5 separate regions of the Mus musculus genome follow, and regions 2, 3, 4 and 5 are each linked to region 1. The links are chromatin contacts, called in public ChIA-PET, Hi-C, HiChIP or PLAC-seq and Micro-C maps. All regions are on one chromosome and are shown on one strand. The core of a region is the stretch at or near the end of the contact, and the rest is flanking DNA. Distances in the headings are between cores, read along the strand shown.

Region 1 (5,358 bases), core at 1,096-3,595:
CAGCAAGGGGTGGAAGATTTTGTCTTGTAACCTGATGTTTGTCTCCTTATGGTTGGTACTAATACCCAGCAAGTGTAACCCAAGAACCTGTCGTCCTGGCTGGCAGCCAGGGATGAGGAGCAAGGGGACCTGTTCTGACCTTGTTCCTGTGCATGCCCACGTGTACAACCCCAGCTCAGCATTTTCCACCTTGCCAGTCCCCTGGGTGAGGCCCTCACCTCTGGCTGAGGTCTTATGCCCCTTTTTTCTGAGAATTCTCAGACCATCAAATGCTCCCCAAGGAAACTTTATGTTTTCTTAGGAAGTTTTACAGTTGAGGCTGGGAGTCCAGCTTGGTTGGCAGAGTACTCACACAGCAGACGTGAAGTGCCATGTCGTGTGTCCCCCCCACCCCCCAGACAGGGTTTCTCTGTGTAGCCCTGGCTGTCCTGGAACTCACTCTGTAGACTAGGCTGGCTTCGAACTCAGAAATCCGCCTGCCTCTGCCTCCCCAGTGTTGGGATTAAAGGCGTGTGCCACCACCGCCTGGCAAGCGCCATGTTTTGCTCCCCAGCTCCTCAGGACTCTCTCTACTGGGCATGGCTCAGAGTACTTTATAAACCTAGCACTTGGGGGTAGAGGCGAGAGGATGGGATTGAACATCACCCTTTGCTACATAGCTGGTTTGAGTCCCGCCTGGGCTAGAGATCTTGTCTAACAACTACAGAACATTTAAAGAAACTTTAAAAAAATTTTCCTACTGGAGGTAGGCTAGGGGACCTGAAATGGCATGTGACAGAAGCTCATGTGACACTCCAGCGCTTCTAGCCCCTGCCCAACTTTTTCTCAGATACTTAAAAAAATTTTTTGTGTGTGTGTCCGTGTGTACCAGGATATGACTTGTAGCCCTGGGTGGCTTCGAACTCAGAACGCTGGCGTGGGCCCACAGTTAGCTGCTTTCGATCCTTCCTCCTCCTAGCTAACTGCTGACTGTGGTAGCTTTCTCCAGCTCTGCCCACAGATGGTCCCAGCAGGGCGGGCTGCCAATCAGTGCCCCGGAGCAGCTGCCTGGTGTCCCTAAGGGCTTCACCCTTCTTGTACAAAACAGCTCCCTTGGAGAATCTGATGATAGGTGTGGATAATTTTTCCTAGGAAGAGTCACCCCTAGTTGTGGAGGAACACCCATTACGAAGTCCAGGCTGAGCCTCAGTGCAGGCAAACATCGACCTGAGGCTGAGGGAGAAAAGCGAAGCTCAGCGTGGGTGCATTAGCACCACAGTGGGGCGCGGGTGGGGATGGGTGATGCTGCCTGCTGCCTCCCTGTTCCCCTGCCAGGCAGGAGGCGGTAAGTTGTTCTGTTCCCTGACACGCGTGGGCCTGCGCTAGAGCCACCAGTTTTATTCCTGTTACAGGGGTGTGGAAATATGTCGCCGAGGGCTGTGTGAAGACAGTCTCCAGCTGGGCTTCAGGCAAAGCCCTCAGCAGAAGTCTGTGCCCTAGATGCTGCTGCCTAGAGTCCTTCCCCTCAACCTGCTGTGCAGTGGGCTGGGGCGGAGCGGCAAAAGCAGCTCTTGTTGCACTTTGTTCTCTAAACAACTCCAGCCTAAATGGCTCTCTGCTCCCTTCGGTGGAACAAGGTGTGCTTGATGCAAGGAAGTGGGTCCTTTCAGATAGGGGCTTGACCTGGGCCATGGCAAGGCCCGAGGTTACTAATCCCACAAAATCTGGTCACAGAAACCATTTAGGATGTCGAGCTTAAGGGGGCTGGTGATTTCGGAAACCACAAGGCTGCAGTTCTCGGATAGCGGATCTGTCACACCCCTTCAGTAGTGACATGGGCCCACCGCCGGCTCCCTTGGCCTAACATCGGGGTATACGGAGGGACTACGAGCCGCCTCCATCTTCCTCTGTAGGACTCCGTGGCTGCCAGTGGACCTGCCTCCCGAGTCCCCACAGTGGGGTGCCTCAAACTACTGGGTCTTAAGAGCGCAAGAAGGGGGCGGAGCTAATGGGACTGCGTTCACAACGGCTAACGGGTAAACCGAGGCAGTAAAGGCCCAGGCCATTTCTGAAGGTCCGCGCCGGAAGAGCCTTGCGTGTCGATCGCAGGCTGAACTCGTCTCCTCCCGAGATCTGCGATTCGGTCCCCGCCGTCGTCCCTTCTCCACGAGCGGCAGAGGAGGTTGGCTCCGGGAGGCGGGAGAGCGCGGGCTGTGAAAGCGATGTGGGGGCAGACAAAGGCGGGGGGACGGCGAGCAAGGGAAAGACAAAGCACAGAGGGGGGTCGGCGGCGGCTTCTCCCGGAGGCGGCCCCGGGCGCGCGGAGCCAATGGGCGGGCGCGGGGCGGGGGCCGGCGGGGGCGGCGCCGCGGTGAGGCGGCGGCTGCCGCTCGGGGACCACTGGCAGCGGCGGCAGCTCGCGCCCGCGCCACTTGCACCCGAGGCGGTCCCGCAGCGACCGACCCCCGCCCCGCGGCGCAGGCCGGGCCCGGTGAGACCCACGGCGGCCGGGGGGAGGGGCGCGGAGCGTTGCGGGGCCGACGCCGCCTGGCGGTTCGCGCGTTGCGCTCGCGGGGATCCCGAGGCTCGCGTCGGTCCCGTAGGGCCGGCTCGTGGTGGGGTGGGGTTTCGGGGTCTGGGGTCCCGAAGAGCGGGCGCGGGAGGCAGCGCAGCCTGGCCAGGCAGGAGGTCGGGCCCAGCACTGTCTAGGGGCTGGACGTCTAAGCCCGGTGAGGGGGCGCGCGGGTCTGGCGGTACCCTGCCCAGACCTCTGCTGACCTCCCTTCATCCCAGGCGGGGTCTCTGCCTGTGCTTCCCACAGGCAAAGACCGTGGAGCCCCTGTCCCCGGCCACTCTCGCTAACTTTGTTCTGTCTCCACATATGTTTCCACTCAGGGACCCCCTAACCCTTGGGGGCTGTATGAGGGGCGGGTAGGCTGTTGGGGGTGGGTGAGGGGCGGAAGTGGCAAGACCCAGAGCAACAGGAAATGACTTAGGGAAAGTCCCAACCGCAGCCCCCCAACCCCCTGCCTAAAAACACCCCAGCCTGCAGAGTGGGGGAGGGCTCATGGGGCCCCACTGACTGACTTCCCCTTGCAGAACCCTCTTGGCTCGGCATCTCCTCCAGGGCCACCAAGCACCTCTGAAGAGCCATGTTCCAAGCTGCCGGAGCCGCCCAGGCCACCCCCTCTCATGTAGGTGTCCAGCCAGGTGGGGAGGAGTCAAGGGGACAAGAGCAGCTTGTTTGCTTGGCACCTTGTGCCACCTCGAGTGCCCCTGGGATGTGGGCTGGGCCACCGGAGAGCTGACCCCTCTGACTCTTCCTCTTCCCCCAGGAAGCCAAAGGCAGCAGTGGCAGCAGCACGGTACAGCGGTCTAAGGTAGGGTCCTAAGGGTGGGTGTGGGCAGAGGAAAGGGTCGGCGCTAACCCGGCTTCTTGCTAAGTGTACTCTGCTCCTACTCCACAGTCCTTTAGCTTGCGGGCTCAGGTGAAGGAGACCTGTGCAGCCTGCCAGAAGACTGTGTACCCGATGGAGCGGCTGGTGGCAGACAAGCTCATTTTCCACAACTCTTGTTTCTGTTGCAAACACTGCCACACCAAACTCAGGTGCGCTCCTGCCCTGTCCCGGCCTGCCCACCTACTTGCCCACCCTTACCCTACCTTCCCGCCCTGCCCCAGACTGACCCAGATGTTCTCTGCTTCCACAGCCTGGGCAGTTATGCTGCAATGCACGGTGAATTTTACTGCAGACCTCACTTTCAGCAGCTGTTTAAGAGTAAAGGCAACTACGATGAAGGGTTTGGTCGTAAACAGCACAAGGAGCTCTGGGCCCACAAGGAGGTGGACTCAGGCACCAAGACGGCCTGAGACCCCTTTAACACCCATTCCCTCCCAGCACATGGCCTCCCGCTGGGCAGTGGAAAGGAGATTAACCCGGGGGCGCGGGGTGGGAGAGGATGAGGCTCCCTCACACAGGTTTCAGGCATAAGGCTCTGCTCCAGGATTCCTTACTTTTCCCATGGGAGGTTGGCGTTGGGAACCAGAATTGGAATTTTCACCATACTGTGTCCTTTAGTCCACCTCATCTCACCCCACGGCTCCCTGGGAGGCCCACAAGCCCAGCTTCCCTACTTAGGTGCCTTTTCTCCAGCAAGGAGTCAGCATGCCCTCCTCAGGGTCCCAAGCTCCCTCACTGCCACCTGGGCCTTGTGTACCCCCTTGTCTCCCCATCTACCTCTGCCCCTTAGCCTGGTAATGAGCCACAGAGACTGGAAGAGGGAGAGTGCCATCTACTGGGCCTCATAGATGCCACCTCGCTGAGGGGGGAGGGCTGGGGAAGAGGCAAGACAGCCTGCAGCCTTCAGGGTCTGGGGGTCCCTTGCACCACAAAGCTAAAGCTCTTGCTAGAGCCTCAGCTGACAGGGTCGGCAGTAGCTATGCTCCTCCATCTGTTGTGCTGTTCTGTTGTGATCAACCCTCTTTTAAAAACATTTAAACAGCTCTTGACTCTCTTGTGTGGCCTGATGGGGATGCTTTGTGGCAGGCATGCAGCAGACTCCTCATAGCGAGGGGAATGGAGGACAGCCCACAATACTCCTGGCCTTAAAGGGGCTGGTGGTCTGTGCCACCTTGGGGTGTTAAGCTGTCAAACCTGAAATCCCACTGTGTATCCTCGTCCCAGAGTAGCCAGGCACACTGGCTTGCAACCACACAAATGTTTTGGGTTTTTGAGACAGGGTCTCACTGTAGCTCTGATTGGCCTAGAACACAGAGATCTGCCTGCCTCTGCTTCCAAAGTGCTGGGATTAAAAAGGCCTGTGTCATCCATGCCTGGCTTCGGTTCTTCAGAGGTTAATTCACTACACTTGAGTACAGAAGAGAACCTTTCTGACTTGGCCAAGACCTTAGTGTCTGCCTTTCTGCTAGCTGATTCCAGCTGTCCAATTTCCTCCTAGTCCTTTACCCTAGAAATCTGCAAAGAATGGTAGGAATCCATAGCCTATCAAGTGCTGCCAGTACAACGTCTTCCACCTTCTCTCCTCATGACTGTCATCTTCCTGGAGCCTCTTGTATGAAGTGGGATGTCACAGCTACTGTGCCAGGACCTCCAGGGGCAAACTTTGCGCTCCTCAGAGTTCATGCACACTGAGGGACGACATCACACAGCAGAAGCACAAGGCAAGTGTGAAGATGCTCCCTCAGTGGAAGTCTGAGTTGTCTCGCCCCAAGCCCTATTTTCCTGGCTTCTGCAAACTGCCTATGGGACAGATGAATCGGTAAGCAAGAGGTCAAAGGCTGCTAGGCAGCCCGGCCTCTGGTCTTGCTAATGGGTGAATCACTGTAGACTTCCTTCAGGTGGGCATCTGGGAAGCAGGCAC
Region 2 (5,358 bases), core at 1,251-3,750, 810 kb after region 1:
AACCCTGTGTTGCCTGGGAGGAAGCTTACCTTTGGGAGGTTGTGTGACTCAAGTAGCCCTCTGAAGTTCATAGTATCTGTTAAGTCTATTGAGCAAAGCCATGCACCCAACCCGTGAGCTCTGTGACAAAGAGAACAGATAGCATTCGCTATCAGCTCCAGGCAGGGATTTCAGGGGTCTCAGAGCCAGCACTTGCAACAAAGGCCCCTGGAAGAAGGGCTGCAGAGAGGGCTCAGCAGTCAAGAGCCCTGGCTGCTCACCCAATAGACCTAGGTTTCAATTCCCAGCACCCACATAGTGCCTCACAACCACCTGTAACTCCAGTTCTACGATATCCAATTCCCACTTCTGGCCTCCATAGACACTAAGCCTGTGTGTGGTCCACAAACACATGCACAGGCAAAACACCCACACTCACAGCATTAACAACAGTAGCACAAAGCCAAGGAAGCGAGAAGAGAACAAGGTTTTTAATGGCTTGTGGAGTCCAGGAGAGGGAAACTGAGGTGGTAGGAGAGGGCTGACCAACAGGGAGGACCAGGTTTTCGAGCATTTATTTAACATATATGAGGGAATGGAGACTATATACGATACTATTTATATAATGCATTTTATACAAGGGGCTTGGACTTGGACAGCCGTGCATATAGAGAGCAGCAGCAGATCGTGGAATGAACCCACTGGAATAGCAAGGGGAGATTGTGTCTAATAACAGTTTGTTGTCCTTATCGTGGAGGACACCTCGCACTTTCCTCAAATTCCAAGGGAGGAGGACAGTGCAAATCTGCAGAAGCTGATGGAATTACAGTGTCAGAGGGCCAGGTGTCTCCCCCTGCCTGGCACAGCTGGACACCCTACAGTAACAGAGGGCCAGGTGTCTACACACACACGCACACACACACGCACACACACAGCTGGACACCCCACAGTAACAGAGGGCCAGGTGTCTCCCCTATGGACAGCTAGACACCCCACAGACCTCAGGGGTGTCTGGAAGTAAGACAGTATGGATGGAACTAGAAAAGTGTCACTGCCTGGGATCCCCAGAAAAGCCACCAGCCAACTGATAAATTCAGTATTTGGCTTCTCTGAATACATGGCCTTGAACCTTGGTGCCTGGCAGTTGCTCAGACCTCTTTCTAGTGTCTGTAACTACTTGCTTTTCAGACAAGGAAGGGTTAAAGCCAGCCCCTCCCCTTTGATGCAATGGAGCTGATTCTGATGGGAGCCAAAGACTGAAGTCAGCAGTTCCCTGAGGCCTCTTGGCAACACCCTCCTAAGGAAAGTCAGGCCTGCGGGAAGATCTGGGCACTTTCTTCTCATGCTGGACCCTCTTCAATCCCTCATTTGTCCTCTTCTGACTTCCCTGAGTGTCTCCTTTCTGCCTTCCCTCACGATGCTAGTTCTTTACCTCAGGTCTGCCAGAGACTCCTGCCCCACTGGTCCAGGCAGCTTGACCAGGTTTGGGCGGCTCTGTTCCAGGATAGCCATGTGGTGAGGCTGGCTGGCTCCTTGCCCCTGTGGCCTCAGAGAGCTGCCCACTGGGCCAGGCCTGCTCTGCCAGGGTACCTGGGAGGAGGCCATCTCTGCTTTGATAGGAGATAGGGGAATGCTGTTCTCTGGAGAGCTGCCCTGTCTTCCCATTCATTCATGGATTCATTGAGCTGTCACTGAATATTCAGGTGCTCGAAGCTGGGCCAGTTCAGACCTGCAAGGGAAAGCTGGGCTCCGTGCCTGGTAGACAGTGCCCTTCGCTCAGGCCTGGGACAGGTCTCAGGCCATCTGCCACTCAGCAGGCTCCGCAGAGAACCTGGCACACAGAAGAGATGCTTCGTGGTCAACTGAACTGAGCCCCACCAGAAGATAGAAGTCCTTGTCACATGTTCTAAAACTAGAACTGGCTGGGAGCCAGAGGGCAAGTGGCCAGGTCCAGAGCCTTCTTCCTGACCACTCAGAGAACTACGGGAACATTCCCTAACTCTTCTGCAGGAAGGCTTAGAACATACTCTCTGGGGAGCCCCCAGGCCTAAGAGGCTGTAGGACAAACTTGGATTGAATGTGGCCTCTGGCAAGACTCCAGTCACCAGAGAAAGAAAAGGAAAAATTAACTTGTCAAGGTTTGGGGAGTCAATTCATGCTTGCCCTGGAAGGGTGAGGGCCTGGGTTCGAATCCTCAGCACCCACATAAAACCCAGGAGCAGCAGCTGCCTATGCTCGTAACTCTTGGGGGTACAGATAGGTAGATTTCTGGGGCTGCTGGGGTCAGTAGGCTTGCTTACCCAGTCAGCTGCTGGCATGCACATGCTCTCTCTCTCTCTCTCTCTCTCTCTCTCTCTCTCTCTCTCTCTGTCTCTCTCTCAAATAGATGGGTGGCACTGGACATTTGGAGCCTCATTCCTTCAACTACTCAAATGACCCAATAGAGCTCACACTGCTTTTTACCACGCTGCTTCCTTCTCTCTCAGGGCAATGGTCACTGGCATCCCTGCCCTCAGAGCCGCTCCCAGCAGCCTGAAGAGCAACCCTTGAGCCACAGCTAGTAGCAAAGCACTCGACTCACAAAGGGGCTACTCTGGCCTCTGTTTGGAGAGCAAATCACTTGAAGGTAAAGTGGGTTAATCATTAAGGACCTTACTTTGGATTGACGGTCCCTTCCGTCCCTTCCGGAATGCCTGGCCTACCTATCTCCCATGGGTCTTGTGAGAGCTGCAGAGTAGGGACAGCTGGAGGAGCCCACACACACACACACACACACACACACACACACACACACTCAGGAATGCAGCTCACGGACTCTCTAGAGTTCTTCTGTCTTGGGCGGTCCCACCCATTCATCCTGCACATCTGATCCCGGCAGAAAGCAGCTGATCTGCTGTCCCCCTGGGCAATCCAGATCCCATGTTTCCTAGTGGCTTCCCCCAGCCTGAATCAAACATTGGAAAGAGACTCGGAAAACCATCATGGCAGGAGCGTCCAGGGTGGATGGGCAAGGGAAGGAGCGAGAACATTCAATGGGTGTCTTTATGTATTCTTTTCACTCCTTTAGGCTCTGAACCACATGACCACACTGCCTATCCAAAACAAGTAGAACTAAGATTTTAAAAGTCCTGGACAGGGTAAGCCTGAGAACGCACAACGCCTCTAAACCACCGCTAGTGTTCCAGGCCAAACCAGCCACCATCTTCTGAGGTCTTAATGATTGCAAGGGCTTCCTCTGCTTCCCCTCCCCCATCTCCCATCCATTGTCTGTGTCCCTTACCGCGGTTACAATGAACTTGTTAAAGATCAGATCAGCCATTCCCACTGGCAGCCTTCCTTACAGTATCCACCATGCCACTGCGTCCTGGCCTGCACCCACTCAGCCACACTCCTGCAGTCACCCTGTCGGTCCTCTGAGACATTAGGGACCCTCTGCTCCCACTCTGGTCCAGGTATTCATATTGCTCACCCTACACACACACACGCACACACACACACACACACACACACACACACACACACACACACACAATGTAATAAAAAAAAACTTTAGAAATAAGAGTAGCAGTTAGCATTTATGGAGTGCTTACTGCATGCACTCAGAGGCACTTGGTAAGGACACTCACCACATCCTTAAGCATCTTTCCGACAGCCCAACCCTAGGAGATCCTCTACGCCCTATTCAAGCTGATGGGACAATGAGCTCAGGTGCCCAAGTTCACACGCTTGTAGGCAGGGACGACTTGTCTCCTGAGGAGAGCCAAAAGCTCAGAGGCAAAATGGCAGGCTACAGAAACAACTGGACAGAGCTGCCATCTGTCCCTACAGGGCTGCGGGGGTCAGACTCTGCAGAGAAGGAGGCACAAACGCTGACTTCTCAAGCCTCTGGAAGGTTTTTATTTGTTTGCTATTCTTTTTCTCTTTTTCCTTCTTTAAAAAAAAAAAAAAAAAGACAAACAATAATAGCACATTTCGAGAATCAAGAACTACAATAGAGGGTCCGCTTTGAGTTTTTGTTCACATCGTCCTGCACTGGGACACGGGGACTGGCACTCTCCATCCTGGCTGGGACTCTCCTCTGGAAAAAGGTGCTGAGTGGTTCCATGAGTTGGTCTCCTAGGCCACACCAGATGGTAGCACCTGGTGCTGTCCCAGGTTACAGCCTCACCAGCGCCCCTCCCCCTCCAAACCATCTTCCCTCTCTCCAAGCCAGAGCCAGAAGCCGGAGACATTAGGGAACTTATTTTGGTCCCCACAGGGGACTCTTTCAAGGACAGAGCCCTCCCCTGACCAGCAGGAGATGACACCCTGTGAGTGGATAAGGTGTCTCTCCGAAGTTCCATCTCTACTCCAGCAGACACCACACCGGTGCCCTGGTTTGTACACCTGAGCCACCTAGGCTCCCTCCTGCCATACCCTAGGTCCATTCCAGCAGGCACAGGAGTGACAGATGCTTGGCCAGCCTCTTCAGCTGACCCCCACCCAGAGAGAAAGAGAGAGAGAATGAGAGAGAGAGAGAGAGAGAGAGAGAGAGAGATCACCCAAGTCCCAGGGCCATGGCTCAGAAGGAGGCACTGGGTGGAAAAAAAGGCACGAGGGCAGGGTGAGGAGACAGAGCTGATGTAGCCGAGTAGGAGAGGTGACAGAGAGCCACCCCAAGGGACGGGGCAGGCTTTCCAGGCCTACAGATAGGAAAGAATCCTAGGCTGCAGGTCAGCAGGTTTAGGCTCAGGGATCTGGGGAGGAAAAGACATGAATAAGCTCATGTCCCTTCTCATATTGCCTCCAGTTGCCATGGGGTCCAGGTCCAGGTGACACGATCCCAGGCCCAAGGGAAAGGGGAACATGACCCACTGCCAAGTCTCAGCCTAGCCTCTATGGTAGGCTGGGTACTCCCACCCCATGGCAAGCTATGCCCCCGGCACCCAGTAGCAACTCCCAAGGGTTGCCATCCAAAGACAACTGGGCTGATGGGTGATGGGGGCCTGCTGACCTGGGGCCCCTGCCTTACCCGCTCTGGCTCCACCCCGACCACGCCCTTGGGGCCCCTGCCTCCCCCGCTTTGGCTCCACCCCGACCACGCCCTTGGCTCTATTCTTGCTGTTCGTTCATTTCCATGTCAGACACCAGAATGTTCTTCTCGGTGGCCTCTGCGGGGCCAGAGTGGCTGCTGCGACTGTAGCGGGCCCCCTCGAAGGACCCACGCTCCGCACTCTGTCGGCGCCGGTAGAGGATGAGGGCTGCCGTCATCAAGGCCAGGAGGAGCAGCACCGCTGTCAGCACCACCACCAGGGCAACCGGGCTCTCGGGGAGGGCTGCTGAGATGGAGGTGGGGAGTTCACATCAGGCCCCAGTCATGACCACAGGGACAGAGGAGCC
Region 3 (5,358 bases), core at 1,577-4,076, 620 kb before region 1:
AAAGCACTTAAGACCCAACATAAATAGAGCTATCTAACTCTCTCCTATCTTACCACACTTATGCCACAGATAAAAATTGATCAATTTCCACTTACTTTCTTGACAGGTCGTTCCAGGGGTAGAGGAGGCATGAAGGACGATCGTCGTGACAGATACTCTGCAGGCAAAAGGGGTGGATTTAATACCTTTAGAGACAGGGAAAACTATGACAGAGGCTACTCTAATCTGCTTAAGAGAGATTTTGGGGCTAAAACTCAGAATGGTGTTTACAGTGCTGCAAATTACACCAATGGGAGCTTTGGAAGTAATTTTGTATCTGCTGGCATACAGACCAGTTTTAGGACTGGTAATCCAACAGGGACTTACCAGAACGGTTATGATAGCACTCAGCAATATGGAAGTAATGTTGCAAATATGCACAATGGTATGAACCAACAGGCATATGCATATCCTGCTACCGCAGCTGCTGCGCCTATGATTGGCTATCCCATGCCAACAGGGTATTCTCAATAAGACTTTAGAAGTATATGTAAATGTCTGTTTTTCATAATTGCTCTTTATATTGTGTGTTATCAGACAAGATAGTTATTTAAGAAACATGGGAAATGCAGAAATGACTGCAGTGCAGCAGTAATTATGGTGCACTTTTTTCGCTATTTAAGTTGGATATTTCTCTACATTCCTGAAACAATTTTTAGGTTTTTTTTGTACTAGAAAATGCAGGCAGTGTTTTCACAAAAGTAACTGTACAGTGATTTCAAATACAATAAATGAAGGCAATGCATGGCCTTCCAATAAAAGATATTTGAAGACTGAATTAAGTGAAATTGTACTTTATTTTACATATATAATGTCATGTACAACTTGGCTTAGATAGTGTTTTTGGGGGGGATTTTTGTTTTGGTGTTTATTTTTACACAAGGAAAGTTGACTACTTCCCATTCCTGGATTTAGGAGAGGAACTCAGAAGGCCCTTAGGATGATCTGTTTGTATGGGAAGAAGTTAGAGACAATGGATTTTATAATTCCAGATTTATTGGATAAAAGCTTTGTCATTTTTCAGTATCAGGGAAGTAAGTCATTTAATAGCCTATTTTCCTTAAGAGTGAACTACAGGACAGTAACTATATAAATACATGTTGATTTCTTTTGCAAAACAGTTTTAAGTAATGACATTTTTGCTTTATCAAAATTTTATTCCATCTCTTGGTTTTGTTGTCAACTGCCGAAATGTGCGAAGCTGAAAGACTGTTAGCCCAAGAGCTGTGTGCACTGTGTCTTTAGTGCAGGATTACCTTGTAGGTTCCTAGTCCTCGAGGACTTGCCAGAGTGCTTATAGCCACACCTGGAAGTCAGGAATGTCTCCACATTATTTCAGGGGATTTTAGGGGTCTTGTAGGCTAGTCACAAGGAAGACGACATAACCAAAAGCACAGTAAAGTTTTCGGGTTAGGTTCACTATGGGCTTAACAGCTAGAAGGATTGGGGGGAAAGCTTTAGATTTAAGTAGGATCACCAGCAAACAGCTTTGTTTCAGAATGGCTATAAGTAGGTCTAAATGTCTTCCCAAAAAATTGGTGTGTTTTTTGCCCAGGACAAAAGTCTTAAAGGAAGTTATTTAACTTTTTGTTTTTAAAATGGGCTTATTGTTAATGCCTTATTTATAAAATGTTAAAACAAAATAGAATGTGCTGGGGGTGGGAGCTGGGCGTGTTTTCCAGGGCTGATAACATTGAAAACTGGTTCATCCTCTAGTACTGAGTGGTTTTCAATGGCATGGCTAGTCAGATTCATGATTTTTAAGTATAGGTGTAGATTGGAGCATTTATTACATATTTTACTGTTCAATGTCTTAATGTGGACCTTTTATTTTGTAAATAATTATGGAAATGATTGTGGGGCTTGGAAAAAATTACCTTTGAAGTTTTAAAAGACAGTCCACTTTTTAGCATGTGTGTTGTGTCCAGCCTGTGGTTGTCTTAACTAATAAATGTGATTTTTCTCCCCATTCTCTTCATTTATTTATTCGCGTAGAGGCCTCTTACCTGGGTTTTTGCACCCCCGCCTTCCCCATTCCAGCTATCCTGGAATTTGATACATAGGCCAAGCTGGCCTTGAAGTCAGAGATTGTCCCTTATGCATATGTTAACATAGGAGTGAGCTACCACAACAGTCCTGCACCTTATAATCAAACTCCAGTATCAAAAACACCCCTTTGTCCTAGTCAGGTATTAACTGATTTCTACGAGAAGGGAAGTACAGAGGTTAAGAGCACTGCTCTTCCAGCAACCATACGGTGCCTCACAACCACCTGTAGTGATGGCCTCTTCTGGTGTGTCTGAAGACAGCAACTCACAAATCTTTAAAAAAAAAAAAAAAAATTCTTTTTAAGGAGGTGGTTAATAAATTCCCGAAGCCCTTTTTAAGACCTGGTCACCCTGTCTGTCCAGCCACACCCGGGAGAGAGTGGAGTGGCCATTGGTGATAATGTTTGCCAGCATTAGTATAAACTAAAAGTGCACAACACATTCCCTTGGAGACTGAACGCTAAGCCTCACATCAGTACCGTCCAGGACAACATTTTGGAAGGGGTTTTTTTCGTTTTGTTTGGCAGCTCGGAAAACCTGATGCTAACTCTATAGTAACAGGATTGTGGTAAAAGCTAAACAAGTGAATGTGAGGCAGGTGGAGTTACCAAACGGAAAATCCCAAAGGTAGTAAACAATCAGACGCTGGCGTCAGCCGCGGAGGCCGGGATACGCCCAAGGCGGCTGCTGCTCAGCAGCGGGTGACGCTCTTCCGGGGGCGTGGTCTACAGCACGTCCATTTCCGCTGTGCCTGCACCCCAGGCCCTGGTGCTGGTGTAGGTTTGAAACTGCGGCTCTGCACGGGAGGTGCTGGTGTTCCGACTCCTGAAGCGATGCGCTGCGGTGGCGGCGCCAGGGCCTGCCGCAGGGCCTGCAGGTGCTGGCTGTCCGGGTACGCGGGTCCCGCAGATGGGACGCAGCAGCCTGACGCCCCCGAGCATGCGGTGGCCCGCGAGGCGCTGGTAGACCTCTGCCGGAGGAGGCACTTTTTCAGCGGGACGCCGCAGCAGCTCAGCACGGCTGCTCTGCTGAGCGGGTGCCACGCGCGCTTTGGACCTTTGGGTGTAGAGTTACGAAAGAACCTAGCCTCACAGTGGTGGTCCTCTATGGTGGTGTTCAGGGAGCAGGTCTTCGCGGTGGACTCCCTCCACCAGGAGCCGGGCTCTTCGCAGCCGAGGGACAGTGCCTTCAGGTTAGTCTCTCCAGAAAGTATACGCGAAATCTTGCAAGACAGAGAGCCGAGTAAGGAACAGCTAGTGGCATTTCTTGAGAACTTATTAAAAACTTCTGGGAAACTACGGGCGACTCTTCTTCACGGTATGGCTCTTCGCGTTTCGTGCTTCTGAACAGATTTGGGGTGGAAAAGCAGTCTTGCACGAGTTTGGAGACAGCAACGGCCCTAGGCTTCCAGGCAAAGAAGTGACCAGGTTCCTTTTTTTTTTTTTTTTTTTTTTTTTAATAACATCAGAGTGATCCACCTTGAGGCAAAGGTCCGAGGCATCATTCCTGAAGAAATTTGTAAAGCATTCAGTTTGACGAGCAAACCTAAAACTATAGAGGTAGGACCTTATATAAATCAGTCACATGCTTTCATTGATACCAAGGCATTTTCAAAGACTTCCTCTGTTCCAGTTTTAAATACAATTATCAACTCAGGTTTTTCTTTTTTTTTTTTTTTTTTTTTTTTTTTTTGAGACAGAGTTTCCCTGTGTAGCCCTGGCTGTCCTGGAACTCACTCTATAGACCAGGCTGGCCTCGAACTCGGAAATCTGCCTGCCTCTGCCTCCCAAGTGCTAGGATTAAAGGCGTGCGCCACCACTGCCTGGCAACTCAGGTTTTTCTTGGTGTTTTTTGTTTGTTTGTTTGTTTTTGGTTTGTTGCTTTGTTTTGTTTTTTTTTTTTTTGTGGGGTTTTTTGCCAGGTAATTTTTTAGCTTGTCAGCTAGAAGATGAGATACACATCTTTAAAGTCAAATATAACAAATTCGGAAATGCTGCCTCTGCCGTTTAGCAGTATGGAGTAGCTAACAACACCTTACAAATCCAAGCTTGTGAAAATTAGTATATACTGTAACCTTAAATTTTTAAAGCAAAATAAAGCAAGCCGGTGATAAATGCAATTAGATTGTAGTATATTTTATCCTGTATTCTTGGTATTGATTGATTAAACAGTCTCACCATGTCCCCCAAACATCAGCTGTTTTTTACCTCTCAGTCTTTTAGATCAAAGTTGCAGACTGAAAATGAGATTTTGAGTTCAGTGTGGATAACATGGAAGTCAGTTCTCTCCTCCTATCGTGTGGGTCCTGGGGATAGAACTCAAGACTTCAGGCTTAGCAGCAGCTGCTTCTACCAGCTGAGATGTCTTTCCAGGTTTAAGGATTTTTTTTTTGGTTTTTCGAGACAGGGTTTCTCTTTGTAGCCCTGACTGTCCTGGAACTCACTTTGTAGGCCAGGCTGGCCTCTGCCCCACACTTGGTTTTTTTCTTTCTCTCTCTGAAGATACTGGACTGTTCTTTTGTTTCTTCTTTTGAGAACCTGATTTCTTTATCTCAAGTTTACCTTGAAATCAGTCTGTAGCCCAGGCTTGCTTCAAAGTGTCAGAGTCCTCTTGCCTCCACCCCTGAGTACCAGGATACCAAGTGCTGGGCTCAGAGTTCACTGCTGGTTTCCCTAAGTGAAATAGATTTATATGATCGGTTTGTTTCTTGGCAGGTGCCTTGGAGCACTATGTTAATTGCCTGGATCTGGTAAACAGAAAGCTACCTTTCGGTCTTGCTCAGATTGGAGTCTGTTTCCATCCTGTTTCGAACAGCAATCAGACACCCAGCAGTGTTACAAGGTACAAACTGTGACAGATAACCTGGTTTGCTACTTAAATACTCAAGTATTTCACTATTTCACTTTGTGATTCATTAACATTCTGTTTTGTTTGTTTGTTTGTTTGTTTGTTTTTACAATGATATGGAATTTTAATGAATGAATATTTTTTTTTCTCCTTTTTTTGTTTGTTTGTTTTTAAATAAAGAGTTGGTGAAAAGACGGAAGCTTCCTTGGTATGGTTTACTCCCACAAGGACTTCGAGCCAGTGGCTTGATTTCTGGTTGCGTCATCGGCTTCTGTGGTGGAGAAAGGTACTCCAGTAATAATTTCAGTAGTTAATAATTGAACTCATATTTTGGTTTTAGTATTTGAAACAGGGCCTTGTATAACCCTGCCACATCTCAAGCTCCATATGTAGCCTAGAATGACCTTGAACTTGCTGCTTGTCT
Region 4 (5,358 bases), core at 755-3,254, 590 kb before region 1:
TTCCCAGATAAAAATTCCTTTATTGCACATCGGTCTCTATGTTTTTGTTTGACTTTGACACTGGATTTAACTTCCCATTTGCACTGCTTTTCAGGTAAGACCTGCCAACTTTTCTTATCATCGATTTTACTTCCTATAAGCCAGGGGCAGACCTGTAGCTTGGAGTCTTTCATTAAGTAACCAACCTTAATTCAGATCCTGTGACACATCCTTTTCTGCTCTCCTGCTGGGAAGCCCCTGCTTCCCCAGGGTCTTTCTTTCTCCTGTAATTTCAGGACTTGGGGGATGGAGGCAGATGGATGAAGAATTCAAGGTCAGTCTATGCTGACCTAGTGAGTTCTAGGCCAGCCTGGGCTACGTGAGATTGCCTTCAGTAAGGCCTGGTAAAACTCCTTAAATTCTGTCTGCTATGGCTTTGGTATCCAGTCTGTGAGCTGGTATACATACATACTCATGTGTATGTTTACTGTAAGATATGTAATATATGCTCTGAGAGTTAATATTACATTTAAAATTGGAATAAAAGAACTCATGTTTACTGACTGCTGGCTATCAAGAGAAATCAGGACTGCTTGGAAAATCACAGCCAAGAGAAGCAACATAGCTGGTGAATTTATTGCTATTCAATAAACTCTGACACCACAGACCGACGCAAAGATGTCCATCTAGACTGCTCCACTGTGTGCTCTCCCACACTCAGGACTTAACAGGCTGAAGCAGAAGGATTCTCATGAGTTCAGCATCAGCTTCGGCTACATAGTGAGTGCTAGGCTATGTAGCAAGATCTTATCACCAACAGTCCACAGAAAGAAGCTGCCTGCTTCGGGATGGGGAGGGGAGGGGAGGGAAGACAGGCTGGGTTGCACACAACAGCACTTTCAACTTTATGTGGTTAGCTTACACGGAAGGACCGATGTGCCGCAAAGACTGCAGAGGAACCAGGATTGGGGCCACCCCTTCTCACCGATGAAAGAAACCACCCTCAAAAGTCATTAGTTTGTGTGCCCGGCTTGCCAGCTGGGCAGCAGCAAGCCAGGCTCAGCAGCAAAGCACTCTGACTCCACAGTAGAGCTCTACCTAGGCATAGTACTAGTTGCCTGAATTAATTTAAAAGGGGTTTGAGTGGGCATGGTGGGCTGGGTCCCAGCATTTGAGAGTTTAGGAGTTAGTCTAGTTTAGCCTTGGCCACGTAATAGAGTTTGAGGCCAGCCTGACCTACATGAGGCTCAGCCTCAAAAGTAAATAAATTAATAAAAATTTACAAAAATCACGGGAGGGTTTTCTAGCTAAAAGTGATAACAAAGGAAGTTTGGAGGTTTTCATGGTAAAAAACAATCTCAGATTTTGCCCGGCCAAGTTTCAGGTGGAAAAACAAAATTGCTACAATTAATGCCCTCTCTAAACCTCAGCTCATTGGCCTCCTAGCAGATAATAGAAAGGCTTTGCTCTTGGTTGCCGATCTAAAAACACAGAAATCCCAGTAAGTGAACGCTCATGTTCAGAGTCAGCTATCTGACCATTTTGATGCCCATACTTTCAGGAAATGAAACTTACCGTTATTTTCCACCCTCGTACAATCCACTGCAGCATTCTGAACTGAAAGAGAAAATGGAAGATTAGAGAAAAAAAACCTCATTTCCCATGTGATTATTTTGAGAGATGATTCTTGTTTGTTTTTTCGTCTTTGACTTTTCAAGACAGGGTCTCTCTAGGTAGCCCTGGCTGGCCATGAACTCTGTGTAGATCAGGCTGGCTCCACAGAGATCCACCTGCCTTTGCTCCACCAAGTGCTGGCCCCCCCGTCCCAGAGTCAATTCTTAAAATATCGAATCAGGCTTACGTGTGATAGAAATTGTAAGAGCCCAAAGTAACAGTTTGTCCAGCCAGCATCTTATTCCCTTGAATGAAACGGCAGAGAGGCACATTGGCGAGTCACCATCGCCCATGGTTAATTGAGTTACTACAGAATGGGGCTCGGCTTCTGAGATTCCTCTTCCCAACCACACACAGGAAATGAGAGGATTTAGACAAGTTTACTCAACAGGACCTATGACTCGTTGGTTTAACTGTCCTTCATATTACTGGAACAGCTGCTCAGACCGCAAGGTCTCCTATCTCACTTAGAGCTGCTGCTTGGTGATAACGGATCTTTCTTTTTTTTCCCCCTTCTTTCCCCCTTTTTTCCCCTTCCCTTTCACTCCGGCCCATAGGTTTTTTTATTTGTTTTTCATTACAGATAGTTGTGAGCCACCATGTGGTTGCTGGGATTTGAACTCATGACCTCCAGAAGAGCAGTCAGTGCTCTTAACCACTGAGCCATCTCACTCACCAGCCCCGATAATGGATCTTTTATATTCTCTCTCTCTCTCTCTCTCTCTCTCTCTCTCTCTCTCTCTCTCTCTCTTCCTCCCCCTCACCCTCCCCCTCTCCCCCCCCCATCTCCCTTCCCCCTCCTAAAAGAAAAATGAAAAATGCCTCTGACAAGTAAGCCCTACTCTCCAGAGCACAGAGAACTTCCTGGCGTGCTGTCGGCCGTTGTTCATTTAAGATTACAAGTCCTTTGTTTGCTTCTTTAGACAAGCTTGGTTGCCCCATCTGCACAGGATGTGTTTGATCGAATGTAGGCTGGAGGTACATAAGCAGAGAGTATGCCAGGATGTTTGCTTGCTCCTGATTGGACAAAGGTGGAAAGTATGTAGCCTTTTGGGGTTTGCCTTTCTTTATAAACCTCCGATTAATGTACCTTGGTGACATACTCCCGGAATCCTGAGGATGGATTGTCTTAGCCAGCATAGCAATTTGGCTCAAAAACTGTGATAGTGTTCTTACTTTCACCCAATGGGATCAACACTTTCACACCACACACGCACACACGCACACACACGCGCGCACACACACACACACTTCCTAGCTGCCTATGAGGTGAGAGACAGGTTCCAGATGTATAAGGTACATCTTCTATACATGCAGCCTGAAGGTAATTGGAGGAGGGATTCAGAGAGTCCTTTGGCACACTCTTCTCAGGTCGGCGTATTCAGACCAGAACCTCAGCAACATTGCTCTCAGCTCCTCTCATCACCTCTGGAGGTAAGTCACACCAGGCTGCTCTGTAAGACCTTCCGGCCACCCTCCTGCCTCTCTAGCATCTTGCTTGGTAGATGATGTCTTCTTGGGTTTGGTTTGCAAATATTTTATTGAGTATTTTTACATCAATGTTCATAAGGGAAATTAGTCTGAAGTTCTCTTTTTTTTAATACTTGTTTATTTATTTATTATATGTAAGTACACTGTAGCTTGTCTTCAGACACTCCAGAAGTGGGAGTCAGATCTCGTTACGGATGGTTGTGAGCCACCATGTGGTTGCTGGGATTTGAACTCCGGACCTTCGGAAGAGCAGTCGGGTGCTTTTACCCACTGAGCCATCTCTTCAGCCCCTTAAGTTCTCTTTCTTTGTTAAGTCTTTGTGTGGTTCAGGATGTCTGTGGCCTCATAGAATGAGTTTAGCAATGTTCCTTCTGTTTTTATTTTGTGGACTAATTTAAGGAGTATTGGCATTAGCTCTTCTTTAAAAGTCTGGTAGAATTCTTCGCTAAAACCTTCTGGCCCTGGGCATTTTTTGGTTGGGAGAGTTTTAATGACTGCTTCTATTTCTTTAGGGGTTATAGGGATGTTTAAATATTTACCTGATCTTGATTTAACTTTGGTACTTAGTATTTGTCGACAAAATCATCCATTCCTTTTAGATTTTCCAGTTTTGTGAAGTGCAGGCTTTTGAAGACCTAGTGAATCTTTGAACTTCCCCAGAGTCCTTATGTCTCCCTTTTTATCTCTGATTGTCTTAATTTTGGTACTGTCTCTCTGCCCTCTCTGCCTATTAGTGTGGCTAAGTGTTTGTCTATCTTGTTTGTCTTTCTTGGTTTTGTTGATTCTTTGTACTGTTTGTTTCTAATTGAACAATTTCAGGTCCGAGTTTCATCATCTCCAGCTATCTACTCCTTTTGGGTGTGTTTGCTTACTTTTGTTCTAGAGCTTTCAGGTGTACTTTTAATTTGTATGAGAATTCTCCAACTTCTTTTTTTTTTTAAAGATTTTTAATTTATTATTATATGTAAGTACACTGTAGCTGTCTTCAGACACATCAGAAGAGGGAGTCAAATCTTGTTACAGATGGTTGTGAGCCACCATGTGGTTGCTGGGATTTGAACTCTGGACCTTCGGAAGAGCAGTCGGGTGCTCTTACCCACTGAGCCATCTCACCAGCCCCTCCAACTTCTTTATGAAGGCACTTGATACTATGAACTTTCCTCTTAGAACTGCTTTCATTGTGTCCCATAACTTTGAGTATGTTGTGTCCTCATTTTTACTGAACTCTAGAAAGTCTTTAATTTCTTTCTTTCTTTCTTCCCTGATCTAGTGACCACTGAGGAGAGAGTTGTTCAGTTTCCATGAATATGTTGGCTTTCTGTTGTTTCCATTGTTGTTGAAGTACAGTTTTAATCCATGCTGATCTGATAAAATGCAAGGGTTTTTTTCAATCTTCTTGTTTCTGTTGAGGCTTGCTTTATGAGTGAGTATATGGCCAATTTTAGAGAAGGTTCTGTGAGTTGCTGAAAAGAAGGTATATTTTTTTTATGTTTGGGTGAAATGTTAGATCCATTTGTACCATAACTTCTGTTAACTTCATTATTTCTCTGTCTAGTTTCTGTCTCAATGACCTGTTCATTGGTGAGAGTATGGTGTTGAAGTGTATGCTTCAATGTGTGATTTAAGCTTTAGTAATAGGGCATAGATATTCAGAATTGAGATGTCCTCTTGGAGGATTTTTCCTTTGATGAGTATGAAGTGTCCTTACCTGTCTCTTTTGATTACTTTTGGTTGAAAGTCTATTTTATTAGATATTAGAATAGCTACTCCAGCTTGTTTCTTGGGTCTATTTGCATGGAAAGCCTTTTTTCAGCCCTTTTCTCTGGGATAATATCTATCTTTGTTGCTGAGGTGTGTCTCTTGAATACAGCAGAACGATGGATTCTAATTACGCATCCGTTCTGTTAGGCTTTGTCTTTTTATTATGGGATTGAGTCTATTGATGTTGAGAGATATTAATTAATGCTCTTCCAGAGGTCCTGAATTCAATTCCTAGCAGCCAGATGTAGTGGGGTCAGATGCCCTCTTCTGGTGTGTCTGAAGACAGCAACAGTGTACTCAAATACCTTAAATAAATAAATAAATATTTAAAGGGGGGGGTGAGATGGCTCAGTGGTTAAGAGCACTGACTGCTCTTCCAGGGATTCTGAGCTCAAATTCCAGCAACCACATGGTGGCTCACAACCATCCATAATGAGATGCCCTCTTCTGGTG
Region 5 (5,358 bases), core at 1,735-4,234, 570 kb after region 1:
CATCTTGATTTTCCAAATAAAGTTAGCAATAAAAATTTACTGATACTTTTTTAAAAAAATACCATGAGGTATATGTGTGTGTATCAAACTACCTGAATATAACTTTTGACCTCTAAAGATCCTCCTCAAAGAAAACATGACTATAAATGTGTCTTTAATCACATGAAAAGTCCTGAATAAGACTACTTACTGCTTATAATCACATAAAAAGAATTTAAAAACAAATTCCTAAAAAGAAGTATTTACTATAAGCACTCTTTGCACATGTGTACACAGTTTATTTGCTTTATGGTGGACATGTGCATTTAAGTACAGTATGCCTTGTCAGTACTAATTCGAGGACAATCCAGTATAGTGATGAAGGACAGTTAGGAGCCAGAGTTTCCAGCCAGAGTTTCTAAATTAAAACAGCATTTCCAATTCTCAGCTACATAATCTTTGGCAAATTAATCTGTTTCCATTTCTCCTGGGTAAAATGGAAATAACAATATATACCTCAAAGAATTTTGTAACTGTATAAACAATGTACAAGACTGTCAGGAAGTGTATGCTGTATAAATGTAACCTACTACTACTAAAGTAATAGAGTCCCATGTTCCTGAGCATTTTTAGCAACCTGAATTAACTAATATCAGATACTATTTAAATGGGACATCAAATCTAAGATCTGGTTAACATGTGTTCCTAGCTATGCACTTTAAAGTAAACAAGTGATTAATAGATCTACATAGCCACTCCAATGATAAAGAACAATCTGAAAAGACTGTTTCCCAAAAGTTGCAGCTATCAATTTCTTCCCTTACACAAGGGGGCAGTGATAACAAGGAAAGAACAGGGTTCTGCAACACCTCTTCCTACAGACAGTAGGGGGTGGCAGTGCATATGGCTTACAGTCAGAACAAAACAGGAAGACCCAACAGAACTGCTCTTTATTCTCTTCTGGCCCTCTTCTCTCTTTAGCCTCAACAGAGCCTCTTCAGAAAAGGCTAAATATCTTCAGAAAAGACTAAAGTTCAAAATTAATCAAGGAAAATCCAATTTCGTTTTTGAAGGAAATGATCCCTCAATGAATGAATCTGGAACCAGGGCGAAGCCAATCACTATGAATTTTCAGATTATCTGGCAAATTACTATAATAAGAACAACATTCACGCAGGTAATTCAATTTATAAGAATTCCAACATAACACACCAAGATATCATCAATAATTAAATACACCCTGGTGAACACATCAAATATTTCTGCTTTTGTTTCAGTTACACAGATACTCAATGTATACACACGTTATTTTTAATGGCTCATCTAGCTGTCTTTTGTTACTTTTGAAATTACAGTATGTTCTGACAATCCTCTCAAAACACAGATGTTCTTAGATGGAAGTCACAACGTTTTGTAGCATGTGGACACACACACACACTTAAGAGAGAAAGATGGGGTTGAAAGGAGGAGGAAGAGAGGTAAGGAACAGTTGTTTCATTTGTTTCTGGTTTTCCCTCACATCCCGAAGACAATTTACCTGGTAAATGCTACAAGGAACACTAACTACATTGACAGTATCCATGTTGCTGCATTTTATGCCAATTTACTGTATAGCGTTTTTATCTTATCTCACCATCCCATCTCAAGAGCTAAAACATACCAGAATATTCCACTATTGCCAGGCTCTGTAATTAGCCACTGCCATAGCTTTTGGCTCCAACCCTTCAAAATGCCTGAAAATTTATCCCTTTTGTTCACCATATTGTTCTGTTTTCCTTGTTCCACTTATTTTCACCTGTAAAAAAGCCAAGGCAGGGACACATGAAAAATCGTTCCCTTTGCCTAACGATCCTGAACACACAATTACAGTCAGGGTGCTTGGCTTGTTTGTCTTTTTTTGTTGTTTGTGTTTTTCTTTTTTTTCTTTTTTCCTTGAGAGGAGCAGAGGAGAGAGTGAAAGACATCCAATCTTTTCCTAATGCTAATGACCATTGTTTATGTTTTCTGGGAAACATTTTAAACATTCCACACCTGGAATAGAGAGACAGGCTACAATTGCATGGATGCTCTACATGTTGATGACAAAATCTGAAATCATTTTAGCCCCATTTTTTTCCTTTCCCATCTCACAATCAGACAATCTTTTTTTTTTTTTTTTTTTTTTGCTTTCACGTGGGTACTTTCCCCATGTCAAAAATCGCAGCTCCTCTCGATCTCCTACGACAGAATATGTAGCAAAAGCCCCATTAGTCTTTTATTATAGTACACCTCCTTCCCCAAAGGAATTATTCATGTTCCTAATAACACTTCTACCATGCATTTCTACGCCACAGAGGCCAGCCCATCCTGTGCCTTTACCTGGCACATTTCACAACTACTTTTATGCTGCATTCAGGGACACATTTTGCAACTCGTTCTGCACCACATTCCTTGCCACGTTTAGCAATCTGCCTCGCATCTCATCCCGGTCCCCGTCATCCAAAGACCCTCCAGGTACCAAATACCAAGACCAACCTCGGTGACAACCAAGTGGTAGACCCCGGAGCCCTCCGAAGCCGCCCTCGGTCCCACATTCATTCGGAGGCAGCCTGCCTTCCCCACGCCTTCGACACCGGAGGCACTTCACTGTCCGTTTCCCAGTCTCCCTGCTCGCCCCAGCCCCCGCAGCTGAGGCGTCGCAAGCGAACGCCCCTGTCACCTCACCCTCACCGACCCTTCTTCCCTGCTCGCCCAGCCCTTACCTGCCGTTCTAAGGGGCGCGGCGCACCTCGGGGTCAAGCCCGCGTGCCAGTGGTCTCCGGTGAGGACCGCGCCGCCCGCGGACGCCCCACGGAGGATCCGCACCTCAGTCGGGCTCGGCGGGGCCTCGCGGCCGGCGAGCGCTGGCAGCCCGCTGCGGTCCTCCTGTCAGCGGCGGCGCGGGGGGGACAGGCTCGCCCCTCAGCACCGCGGCGGCGGCGGGCGCCTCGCTCCGCCTCGCGCGCGGCACAGCCGGGAGGTGAGCGCGAGGGGGATGGGAACGGGGGCGGGGCCGCCCGAGGAGGCGCGCGGGGCGGCGGAGGGAGCGCGGCGCCTGCCGCCTGGGGCCCCGCGCTAGCGGCGCTCGCAGCTGGCCGCGCTGGGCGGGCGGGCGGCTGGCGCGAGGCGGCTGTGGCCAGCGGGCCCCGCCGGAGCAGCGCGCGCCCAGCAACCCGCGCCCGGCAGGCCGCTCTCTAGCGCCGCCGCCGCGCCGGGGGCGTCGCACCCTCGGAGGCCGCCCGCAGCCCCGCCCCCTCCGGGCCGGGTTGGGGAGGAGCGCGAGCGCGGAGGGAGAGCGCGTGCGTGGGGGCGCGTGCGTGGTGGAGCGCGCGCGCCCCCGCCCCCCGCCCCTCCACGGCCTGGGGGCGGGGAGGCGTTGCGAGAGCTGGTGGTGGTGAACCCCGGCTCCGCGCTGACAGAGGGGGCCCTGGCGCTGCAGGACGTGTAGGCATTTCTGGTTTCCTCAGGGGGCTTGGACTGGTGGGGTCGAAGGCATTTGGTAAGGAAGAGGAGAGGAAGCTCAATAGCTGACAAGGCCCTAAAGAGTTTGGCTCCGCCCCCCGAGATGATGTCACTCTCGAGGTGGCTGCTGCTGTCACGTGCGCCCACTTCTGGGGGCCTTTCCTCCTGCTTTGATAGCCCGAACGTTCCTCTAGACTGCCCCCGGCTCTGGTCACCACAGGCACACGTGTCACTCAAAGTCATCGACGCCAACAAGTGTCAGTTATTCCTCTCCTGCGTCTCAGTGGTAATGTGTAGACTGCTTTCAAGATGCCACCGTTGCCTTTCGAACAGGGATGGGAGGAAAAACAACAATGGCTTGGGGGCGGGGGGGGGGCGAGGGAAAATAGAGAGGAAGAAAGAAAACTGTCATCTGGAACAATTGATGACAGTTCTCTAACCTTAGCTTGCTAGACTTCAGTAAAGTTGACACGCTGCCTCTGTCATTACCAGCTTCAATAAGAACTATAGTGATTTCAAGGCACCCGGCTAAGCATAGAAAGTCATCACATTAAGACCCCATTGGAGGCTATTCAGTCATGTTTCTCCCCAAACTCTCTGCCTAGATGGTCTTCAGCTTGCTTCAAACCACGAAAACAGCCCTTCAACTTTGCAGGATTCTTGGAATAAAAATTTTTTCCCAAGTGCGTGCTACAAGATGATACAAAGCAATCATCGTTGCATATTTTGCTTGGGTGAACTTCCATCCCATTAACTGAGATGACTTTTTCGTCATCTGCTTCTTAATGAAATGCCATGATTGGAAATAGATTCACAAATTGCATCAATCAAGGGTGTTGTTTCAGTGCCGTTTAGAAGGTGGAGAAATTGATTGATTGGTTGCTTATTTTGATAACAGTCTATCTGAATCTACCCCAACCCCATAGCACTTATGTAATTTCTTTGATTTTTTTAAAAAAAATATTAATTTCAATGCAATATTTTTAAAAAATGGACATGAAGTCACGTCAGAAAGCAAGCCATTCCAGTGAACGCTTGAGAACTCTGAGGTAGAACTCTGAGGTATGACTATAATTAGTCATGTGAAAGACATATGGACTGTTGATACTAGTTCCAAAAGTTAAGTCTAACTAAAACCTACCTGCCTATGGTGATAGGAGCAGGGGACTGAGGTAGGTGAGGTGGGCATCAGAGGGAAATTTTCTGGATTATTAGAATGGTCAACACTGGTTAATGGTCACAACTGCATACACACCTCAAAAGGAAACTGTGCCTGTGTTTAGGTTTTAACCCACAAAGAAACGTTACATTTCAACAGTTTCACAATGAAACATTACAATGTCGTTATCTCTGGAGTCAAAGAACAGGTTTGGTCCGTGTCACTTTCCACTTACCCTGGGACGTGGTGCTAAGCAAGTCTTTGAAACTTTTCTTCACCTGTTTGGAATGAGTCATGATACCTCACAGAGTGATTATGAAATTTAAACAAAACTTTGAGAAATATTTAGTACAGAATATAGTATACAATAAAGTGTTCGTGGAAAAATACCAACTGTTTGCATTGTTTTTAGACTTGAATTTACCCTCCTTCCGTCTCTTTTAGTCTTTTTATTTATTTTAAAGATTATTTTGTATCTAAGCTGTTTCCTGTGGGTTTTGCTGAAGCTAATAACATTCCTTCCCTTGAGAAATTATGAAGCAGTCAGGGGTATAATATGTTACTTTTCAAACTAGTTCAGGTGGCAGCACCTAGAAATTATGGTGCTCATTGCGAAGCACCATGAAATATTGGTAGATTGAATTCTGCCATATGGACTTGACACAATTTTAACAGCCCTAAGGTTGGTTATACTATGCTAATGCAGATAGCCTCATATTAAAAATAATATTTTAAAAGAA

What was found. A called contact is a pair of places that touch in the nucleus more often than the background predicts. ChIA-PET counts read pairs in DNA pulled down with a chosen protein or histone mark. HiChIP or PLAC-seq counts read pairs in DNA pulled down with a chosen protein or histone mark.
Region 2: a contact with region 1 is called in an H3K27ac HiChIP or PLAC-seq map of extraembryonic endoderm stem cells, with 5 times the contacts expected there. The contact joins the enhancer-like site here to the promoter of Limd2 in region 1. A contact is called at or near these places in 3 of 39 promoter capture datasets (hippocampal neurons, liver and stem cell-derived epiblast-like cells), 1 of 484 Hi-C or Micro-C datasets (embryonic stem cells), 5 of 115 datasets of contacts at active chromatin or transcription factors (embryonic forebrain, embryonic stem cells, extraembryonic endoderm stem cells and 2 more) and 1 of 9 other capture datasets (embryonic stem cells).
Region 3: a contact with region 1 is called in a Hi-C map of CD8 T cells, with 3 times the contacts expected there. The contact joins the promoter of Polg2 here to the promoter of Limd2 in region 1. A contact is called at or near these places in 5 of 39 promoter capture datasets (cranial neural crest, hippocampal neurons, liver and 1 more), 5 of 484 Hi-C or Micro-C datasets (CD4 T cells, CD8 T cells, cortical neurons and 1 more), 5 of 115 datasets of contacts at active chromatin or transcription factors (astrocytes, double positive thymocytes, memory CD8 T cells and 2 more) and 1 of 9 other capture datasets (liver).
Region 4: an RNA polymerase II ChIA-PET map of memory CD8 T cells shows a contact between it and region 1, with 62 read pairs. The contact joins the promoter of Milr1 here to the promoter of Limd2 in region 1. A contact is called at or near these places in 1 of 39 promoter capture datasets (liver), 2 of 115 datasets of contacts at active chromatin or transcription factors (memory CD8 T cells and microglia) and 2 of 9 other capture datasets (embryonic stem cells and liver).
Region 5: a contact with region 1 is called in a Micro-C map of embryonic stem cells, with 3 times the contacts expected there. The contact joins the promoter of Tanc2 here to the promoter of Limd2 in region 1. A contact is called at or near these places in 1 of 39 promoter capture datasets (liver), 1 of 484 Hi-C or Micro-C datasets (embryonic stem cells) and 1 of 115 datasets of contacts at active chromatin or transcription factors (pancreatic cancer cells).

Annotation. Positions count from the first base shown.
Region 1 is chr11:106,157,163-106,162,520 of GRCm38.p6, reverse strand. Limd2 (LIM domain containing 2) reads left to right here and starts at 2,345. Exons shown (of 5, transcript NM_172397.4): 1 at 2,345-2,470; 2 at 3,079-3,173; 3 at 3,315-3,359; 4 at 3,447-3,586; 5 at 3,688-5,358. The coding sequence starts at 3,132. The coding sequence ends at 3,847. It overlaps Gm10840 (collagen alpha-1(I) chain), which reads right to left and starts at 3,133. Exons shown (of 2, transcript XM_030246469.1): 1 at 3,063-3,133; 2 at 1,362-2,761. The coding sequence starts at 3,133. The coding sequence ends at 1,960.
Region 2 is chr11:105,349,638-105,354,995 of GRCm38.p6, reverse strand. Mrc2 (mannose receptor, C type 2) reads right to left here. Exons shown (of 30, transcript NM_008626.3): 30 at 3,851-5,297. The coding sequence ends at 5,071. Among named protein-coding and RNA genes, the nearest start is that of Mrc2, 60 kb to the right of the region's middle. Within about 2 kb of position 2,500, at least 69 of the 459 cell types and tissues checked have an H3K27ac peak or open chromatin away from gene starts, as enhancers often do. A contact at or near this core is called in extraembryonic endoderm stem cells, where this site is marked.
Region 3 is chr11:106,777,005-106,782,362 of GRCm38.p6, reverse strand. It overlaps Polg2 (polymerase (DNA directed), gamma 2, accessory subunit), which reads left to right and starts at 2,826. Exons shown (of 8, transcript NM_015810.2): 1 at 2,826-3,404; 2 at 4,802-4,928; 3 at 5,115-5,220. The coding sequence starts at 2,921. Ddx5 (DEAD box helicase 5) reads left to right here. Exons shown (of 13, transcript NM_007840.3): 13 at 107-2,007. The coding sequence ends at 513.
Region 4 is chr11:106,747,872-106,753,229 of GRCm38.p6, reverse strand. It overlaps Milr1 (mast cell immunoglobulin like receptor 1), which reads right to left and starts at 2,004. Exons shown (of 7, transcript NM_001033435.3): 1 at 1,841-2,004; 2 at 1,555-1,596. The coding sequence starts at 1,946.
Region 5 is chr11:105,587,612-105,592,969 of GRCm38.p6, reverse strand. It overlaps Tanc2 (tetratricopeptide repeat, ankyrin repeat and coiled-coil containing 2), which reads right to left and starts at 2,984. Exons shown (of 26, transcript NM_181071.3): 1 at 2,721-2,984.